Regions from separate parts of the Ovis aries genome. Here region 2 is linked to region 1. A link is a contact called in public Hi-C data. All regions are on one chromosome and are shown on one strand. Each heading gives the region's core, a stretch centred on a gene start, on an enhancer-like site or on the middle of the called end of the contact. The rest is flanking DNA. Distances are from core to core; before and after follow the strand shown.

Region 1 (4,046 bases), core at 961-3,460:
CTTTTGAACTGTGGTGTTGGAGAAGACTCTTGAGAATCCCTTGGACAGCAAAGAGATCCAACCAGTCCATCCTAAAGGAAATCAGTCCTGAATATTCATTGGAAGGACTGATGCTGAAGCTGAAACTCCAATACTTTGACCACCTGATGTGAAGAACGGAGTCATTGGAAAAGACCCTGATGCTGGGAAAGACTGTGAAGGCAGGAGGAGAAGGGGACGACAAAGGAAAAGATGGTGGGATGGCATCACCAACTTGATGGACTTGAGTTTGAGCAAGCTCCAGGAGTTGGTGATAAACAGGGAAGACAGGCATGCTGCAGCCCATGAGGTCGCAAAGAGTCGGACATGACTGAGCAATTGAATTGAACTGGACTGAACAATGTACAAACCTTAATTAAAGAATACTCTATTGCTCATCATCTGAGCCTTCAGCAAGTCATAATCTTTTTGCAAGAGCAATACCAAAAATCACACATCACCATAACAAACATAATAAAAGTTGAACTATTGCTGGAATTACCCACAGACACACAGTGTGAGCAATGCTGCTGGAAAAAAATGGTACCGCAAACCTTCAATTTGTGAAAAATGCAGAATCTATGAAGTGCAATAAAACATAGCACACTAAAACAAGGTACTCTTGTGTTTGAGATACAATATTTGGCTTCCAAGTAAATCACACAAACACACACACATTTTGGGGGAGAGTTTTATTAAAAATTAACAATGTCCCTGGCTAGTAAATAGCTCTTTGAACTTATCAAGTTTTCTTGTCCCAATCCCCTCCAGCGGATCTGGCAATTGCAACCTCCACAGTGAAGGGCGGCAGAGAAGACCTGGCTGGGGGTGAAAGTCAGCCCTGATTCTCAGGGTGGACAGGGGCCTGGGCTTTACACATAGAGGTGTTGAGAGACCCAGTGTGGTCAGGGCCCAGGAATGGCACACAGAGTTGGGGAAGTGCCTGCAGGTGGGGAGGGTCTTGCACAGCAGGCTTTCTGGAGAAGGGGTTTCCACCGCTGCAGATGAACCAGCCTAGTGCCAAAGGCTGGGGAGGAAGGGTCAGAGGACAGAATTCCATCCAGAGAAGGAAGAGCAGGAGCACAACAGTGGACCTAAGAGAGGGCCCCTGGCTGACAGGGGTGTGGAGGGAAGCGAAGAAACCAAAAAAGAGAAAGAGCAGATGGAGAGAGGAGAGCTCCCAGAGTCTGCCCTGTCCACCGCAGTAACCTGGATTCTGGTGGCCGTGGAAAAGTTTTGGGAATGAGAAGCAGAGCAGCCCACAGGTTACCTGGCTTCATCACTTACTCTCTGTGTGACTCTTGGCAAGCTAATTAATCTCTCCGAGCCTTGGTTTCCTCATTTATAAGACAGGGATGATAAAAAAAAAGAAAATCCCTGGCAAGATGACTGGAAGGTTGGCGGGATGACCAGGCGGTAAGCGGGTGCTGGCACCCGTAAAGGGGTGCCCCTTACTGCCTTCTTTGGGAAGAGCTGGACAGATCGCCTGGCGGCGGGTGATTCAGCTGGTAAAGTGGGTCAAATTAGCCGGAAGATTTTTCATCCCAGATTCACACTTCCTGTGGAGACAGATCCGGAAAGGGCTGGTGAAGGTGTTTGTAAACAATAAAAGTGCAATTCAAAGGTTGCCGCCAGCGACAACCAGCGAGGCTCCCGGCTGGAAGCAAGAGTCATCTCTTCGCTTGGGGCACGGTCTGGATCGGGCAGATATGGATATATTTCCAGTCTTCTCTCACTGTACAACGCACACACACCAAGCCCCTCTCATCCCCAACCACGTCCAGCAGCAACACCCAGGGTCTCTCTCGAGGGCATGCCACGTACATTCTCGGTGTCGTCCAGCCGATGGAGCTGGAGGAGTGAGAGGAAGGCCGGGTACGGGGCTGAGGGCGGTAAGGGGCCTAGATGGATTCCAGCAGCTCCTAAGGAGAGCGGAGGTCGCTGGCCGGGGAGGGGCGCAGAGAGTCCAGGAGGCCGGGGCGGCCAGGTCCACAGCGCCGCCTTCCCGGAGGAAGGCGGGGGCGGGGAGGAGGGAGCTGGAGGAGGCGGAGAGAGGAGGAGGGCGGCGCGCTACGAGGTTATTTGTGGTTCGCTTTGATCCCGAGGGGGAACCTGAAACTCTCACATTCCTGGCATAGCAGCCGCCTCCGGCGCGGGCCGACCCTGGGGCTGCGCGCTGGGGCTAAGCCGCCAGAACGTCGGCGCCTCTGCCGAGAGCACACCTCCGCCGCCAAGCTGAGCTGAGCCGGGCCGGGCCGAGCCGTCGGATTTGACCGCTCGGAGCACTCGCTGGCCGCAGCGGTAAGAAAGGCCTCTTGGCGCTTTGGGGAGTGTACGGGGCTGCAGAGACGCGCTCCAGCCCAGCCTTTTCCGGGAGAGGGAGCAGAAGCCGAGCGGACCCTGAGTCCTCCAGGAGCGGTGCGCCTTTGCCCGCAACCGGCGCGGCGAGGGCAGCTCCGTCCTGGGGCGCCTTGCAGGTCCCCTGGGAGCTCTCGCAGGCGGCGGGGGTCCGCTGGGGCTGAAGGAGGGGACAGCCCGTGGGCAGATAGGAGTGGGTGTCTGGGAGCACGGATCTGGGAAGGAGGCGCCGCTTGGAGCTCAAGTTGCAGGGCCCGGGGGCTAATTTGGTTCGGGGGTGGGGGTTACAGGTGTCTTTCCTCCCTAACTAGCCCAAGAATTCCTCTTTGTCTTCCTTGGAAAATCCTCTCCGGAGCCACGGTCTGGCTCTCACTTAGAAAGAATGCAGCCTGCCGTCCAGCCCGGTGACGTCAGCGCTGGGGCATTTGGAAAACAAAGAGGGCTCGGGAGGGAGGGGGGAGGCGGATCCACGACGCTTAAAGACCTCTCCGGACCGCGGCTACCGTCGTCCGCTCCAGGCGCTGCGGCAGCCGCAGGGTGCTCGTGGTCAGCCAGGAGTCCGGGTAGGGCGGGATCCCTGGCTGGGGTGCGATCTGACTTAAAGACCCTCGCTTTGGTTCCTTGGGCCGCAGTGAGCCAAGGTAAAGGCCGGAGTTGTGTGGTTGCTTCGAAGCGGGTGTTTCAGAGAGCCCAGCGCGCTAGCGCAGCAGGGGTGCACGATCCGGGTCGCGGGCGCGGATTTTAGTAACAGCTTAGCTGTGTCCATCTGAGAGATCTGACTGAGACAAACAAGGAATGAAAGGCGCGGGAAGTGCTCCCTGCTCCCAGGCACACTGTTGGGGGAGGAGGAGGGCTGGAATCTGTCCGGAAAACTGCATTCCCCGGTCCTCGGCTGGAGTCAGCCCAGACAGTGTTTAACTTAGGAAATGCCCCGTGGATGAAACGCTAGGGCGAATTGATTCCTGTTTGTTTTGCCTCGGGTAACTCTAGAGTCTTGCATCTTCTGTGTGTGTGCGCGCGCGCCCCGTATATGTGTGTGCCCCCTGTGTGTATGTGTGCGCCCCCTGTGTGTATGTGTGTGTGTGGCGGGGGCGGGGGGATAGGGGGGATGATGTGGTCCGGGAAGTCTGAACACCGAGATGTCCTCTAGACCTATCTCTCCCCAGTTCTGGGCAGCTGGGAGGAGGGAGTGGGTTGGGAATGGCTGCTCTGCCAGCCAGCCAAGCCCTAACTGGAGCCGGGCATTGGGGCTAGCTCTGTGGCAAAGGAGGGGCCACATTCCTCCCACTGTCCTCCTATATACACAGGACCTGTGGAGGTGTGGGTTTTGTTTGGTCTTCCCTGAATCCCAGTTTGGAGGTTTGTGTTGGAGAAGGCTGGGGAAAGGAATCCAGGTGAGGCGGGCAGCCTTCCAGGCCATGGGCCACTGGGAGCACAGACTCAGAAGGGAACACCTTCCTCAGGAGACAATCTCCCTGCAGAGTCACCAGCCCCGGGTGCCCGCAGCTCCCGCACTCCTTCAGTCAACTCAAGCAGTCTTACCCATGTAGAGATGCTGAGTGCCCATCCCCTCGTACCTAGAGGACCAGCAGGCGCTTCCAAGGAGCAAGTGTGTGTGTGGCTGGGGTGGTGATCATAAAATCAGAGACACCGTGCCAGCCTTTCTTTTT
Region 2 (4,046 bases), core at 990-3,489, 150 kb after region 1:
CCTTGCCCATTATTAAATTGTCTTTCTGTTGTTGGGTTGTAAGAGTTCTTTATGTATTGTGGACACTAGACCCTTATCAGATAGATGATTTGCAACATTTTCCTCCATTTTCTAGGTTGTCTTCACCTTGATAATGGCTTTGGATGTGCAGAGGGTTTTATGAAGTCCAATTTATCTATTTTTCTTCTGTTACTCTTGCTTTTAGCGTCATATTTAAGAATCCATTGTTAAATCCAAGGTCATAAAATTTTATCCCTATACTTTTCTCTAAGAGTTTTATAGTTTTAGGTGTTATATTTAGGTGGTTGATTTATTTTGAGTCAGTTTTTATATGTGGCTGAGGTAATTTCATTCTTTTTGCATATGGATATCCAGTTGTCCCAGGACCATCTGTTAAAGAGGCTGTTCTTTCCCCATTAAGCAGTCTTGGCACACTTGCCAAAAATCAGTAGGCTAGATGTCTACTTGGACATCAGGTGGATTTTTGAGGTCATGAACAGCCTTGGCCTTACAGGGGTTCCCAGGTTTGCCCTTGTGCCCCACTCCCTCCTATCTATTGCTTCTTTGCCGTGCATCATAACACATCCTTTACCGTATAGTTCCTGAGGAACTGAGTACCACTTTTGATGATGGTTAAAATAACTATGGGTTTTGTTCTGTTCCAATACTAGCTAATGGAGCCAATGTTTACACATGATTGAAACACTCTGCCAAGAAACCTAAATTTACCCTACAGAACACATTTCCCCTTTTAAAAGTTGCATAGAGAAACATTGCCAATTTCATTGCAAGATATTTTTGTAGTTTGTTTAAAATTAGTGTTTTTCTGGTTCCTTAAATTCTGCATTAATTGGCTAAGTCTTTTATGCTGATTGGGAAGAAGCAATAACTGCTAAGTGACCGATATCTCTGGTTGCACAATATTTTATATTAAAGGCCTGATTATACCTGCATCAATTGTGTAAAACTTTAAAACTTTAAACTTTTTAACTATTGAACTTAAGCTATGTAAAAATTAATCGAAAAGATAGATAAGCAACAAGGGCCTACTGTATAGCACAGGGAATTCTACTCAATATTCTCGGATAATCTATATTCAAGAATCTAGAAAAGAATGAATGTATAACTGAATCACTGTGTCATATATCTGAAACTAACAAAGCATTGTAAGTCAACTGTACTCCATTAAAATTAAAAAAAAAAAAACTAAGGAAAAAAGTCAATTGGGTAGAAATATATAGGCTTATTTCCTTACTCTCAGTTTTCTTCCATCAGTCTAGAGATCTGTCATTATGCTGTTACCACACTGTCTTGGTTTCTCTGGCTTTATTGTAAGTTTTGCAGCTGGAAAACGTAACTCAGACGTGTTCTGTTTCAAGACTCTTTTGGCTGTTGGAGGCTACTTGCATTTCCATATTAATTTGAGAATCTACTTTTCTATTTTCTGCAAAAAGGGCAGTTACAATTTTGATAGGGATTGTACTGCTATATCCCTTTGGGTAGTATTGCTACCTTAGCAATAGTAATAATAAGTCTTCCAGTGCATGAAGATGGGATGTCTTTCCGTTTGCTTAGGTCTTCTTTAATTTCAGCAGTTTTGTAGTTTTCAGTGTATAAAACTTTTTATCTCTTAGTTTAATTGATTGAAATTGTTTTCTTTATTTCCTTTTTGGATTGTTCATTAGGGGACCAGCTTTTATCATGCATATATCCTTCATTTGTTACTTTGATTTTTGATTATTTTGCCCTAGAATAGTGACTCAGCATCCTCTTCTCTTTTTATATCATTGAGATTTACTTATAGGACCTTTGACCCGTTAGGGTTGTTGGAGTCACTGAGTTGTAAGATGAGCCTCAGTGAGTTGTTTTCATTATTTCCCTCCCTTTATCCTCGAGGATATTAACATTACTATGATTTTTTTTTTTTCTCACTTGTTACTTGTGGCTGTGCTGGTGCTTTTCTAAATAAGGCACTCATTGAAACGGCCTGTTTGGACTTGGTCCTTTTCTCAGCCCTTGGAACTTCCTTGCTGTGATCAGGGTACCCCAACCTACTCTTAGTCACTCCCTTCCACCAGAACCAGGCTGTTTCCTGGTCTCTTAAAGTTGCCCTTTCCCTGGCTTGTGCACAACTGCCTGAGTAAAGCATCACTGAATGAACGGTTTCCTTCACTACCCTCTCTAACCATTCCTCATGGCCCACTTCTCTGCAGAAGCTACAGCACCACTCCTAGACAGTGATAAACCCTGCCATCTGCTGGCCCTGCTTTGAGACTGCGTTTAATTGTTAGGTCATACTGGAAACACTAGTGATTAGTGGCAGTTAGAAAGGAGTAGATTACCTAGATCCTGTCTTCAATTGTCTATTACTTTTCTCTTTCTTAAAAATTGTTTTGAGCATGATGGGGAAGGGAAGAATAAAGATTACATTCAGGAATACATGTATCATAGTCTTTACAGATTTCATCTTTTTTAAAAAAATCAGTTTGTTTAAAATTCTTTTTATTTTACTAACTATTGCCTGATTATCTGAATAAAAACATACGCCATTTGGAAAGTATACAGGACTGTAAAAAAGAAGAAAAGTACACATTATTTAACTATGCATTGGGAGTCTTTGGTAAATATCTTTCCAGCATTTTTCCATGTTCTCATTTTTCTTTATGCAGTTGAAATCTTAGGATACAGGTAACTCTTTGAGATAGATGGTACATCAGGACCTATAACGTTATATTTTCCCTCCCTCCCCTGTGGTTAGGTTGCGGACTAAACATTTTCTTCTTTACAAACTTATTGTGCTTTTCCTTATAGCTGATCACCTTTTTTTAAATCTCTTATGGTTGCTTTGGAAGAATTGAATTTCCTTTAAAAGTATGGTCTTGATATGTCTACATGTCTACTCCTCCATATTAATTGTGGATGGAGATACACATATCTATGTGCTAAGATCAGCCATAGGCTGATAGTTTCGTAACATGATTAAACATATATTGGATTCTCCTCATATTTCTGTTATTTTGGGAAAATTGATTACATTGGGTTTTTTTTTTTTTGCATTTCTAATATTTAGAGATTTTTTTGGATTCTACATTTTGATTTAGAGCTATATTCATAATTATTATACTAGAATTATTATGCGTGATAAACCTTTTCTCAGTATAAAATGATGATCTCATGTTAAAAATAAAAGTGCTGTTAATGTCTCAGTATGTTTTGGAGTGACTTTTATGGAGGAGGATACATAATTGGTATTTTTTTGAGAATCTATTGTCTTTGCACATGATGAGAATTTGTCTGGGAATATAAATTCTTGGTACACTTCTGATTCCCCTGAAACCTATTGCTCTGTTGCCTTCCCTATCATCTTTAGGATTTCCCAGGTTATCCTCATTCAGACAGTGAGCCTGGGTGGTTCAAGGATTTTCTTCTCATTTCAGCCCCATTGTCACTGTTGAATGGTGAAATTCTGAGCTTTGATCTTTTTCACTTTGTAATGCTTTTCCAAATTTTACCTTTTGGTTGGGGCTTCGCTGGTAGCTCAATGGTAAAGAATCTGCCTGCCAATGCAGGAGATGAGGGTTTGATCCCTGGGTTGGGAAGATCCCTTGGAGAAGGAAATGGCAACCCACTTCAGTATTCTTGCCTGGGAAATCCCAGGGGAGCCTGGTGGGCTACAGTCTACGGGTCACAAAGACTCAGACATGACTTAGTGACTGAACAGCAACAATGACAGCCTTTTGGTTGGCTATTTTAAGTTGAGGGAAAGGTGTTTTAGTCATTAGTAATTTGCTATTACTATGTTAATCTTAATATATCAAAGATATCTCTACCAATGTGATTTTTTAATTGAATTTTGTCACTTGAGGGCCTTTTCTCTAGCTTTTACTGGCCTTCATGTATTATTTTACACAGCAGTTGGGTTTTTGTTTAGTGAATTGCTGCAGCTGACTGAATATTTCTTTAAACGTGATTTTGAAAATTAATTTTTATTTTTCCCAGTTTAACTTAACTCATGAAAAATATAAGAAAAAGGATAAAAGCATAAC

The links. A called contact is a pair of places that touch in the nucleus more often than the background predicts.
Region 2: a contact with region 1 is called in a Hi-C map of hypothalamus, with 4 times the contacts expected there. The contact joins the enhancer-like site here to the promoter of AMOTL2 in region 1. A contact is called at or near these places in 5 of 16 Hi-C or Micro-C datasets (hypothalamus, liver, muscle and 2 more).

Annotation. Positions count from the first base shown.
Region 1 is chr1:255,602,901-255,606,946 of ARS-UI_Ramb_v3.0, forward strand. AMOTL2 (angiomotin like 2) reads left to right here and starts at 2,211. Exons shown (of 10, transcript XM_042236885.2): 1 at 2,211-2,319.
Region 2 is chr1:255,748,757-255,752,802 of ARS-UI_Ramb_v3.0, forward strand. All of the region lies in intron 1 of RYK (receptor like tyrosine kinase), which reads left to right. Among named protein-coding and RNA genes, the nearest start is that of RYK, 19 kb to the left of the region's middle. Within about 2 kb of position 2,240, at least 9 of the 54 cell types and tissues checked have an H3K27ac peak or open chromatin away from gene starts, as enhancers often do. A contact at or near this core is called in hypothalamus, where this site is marked.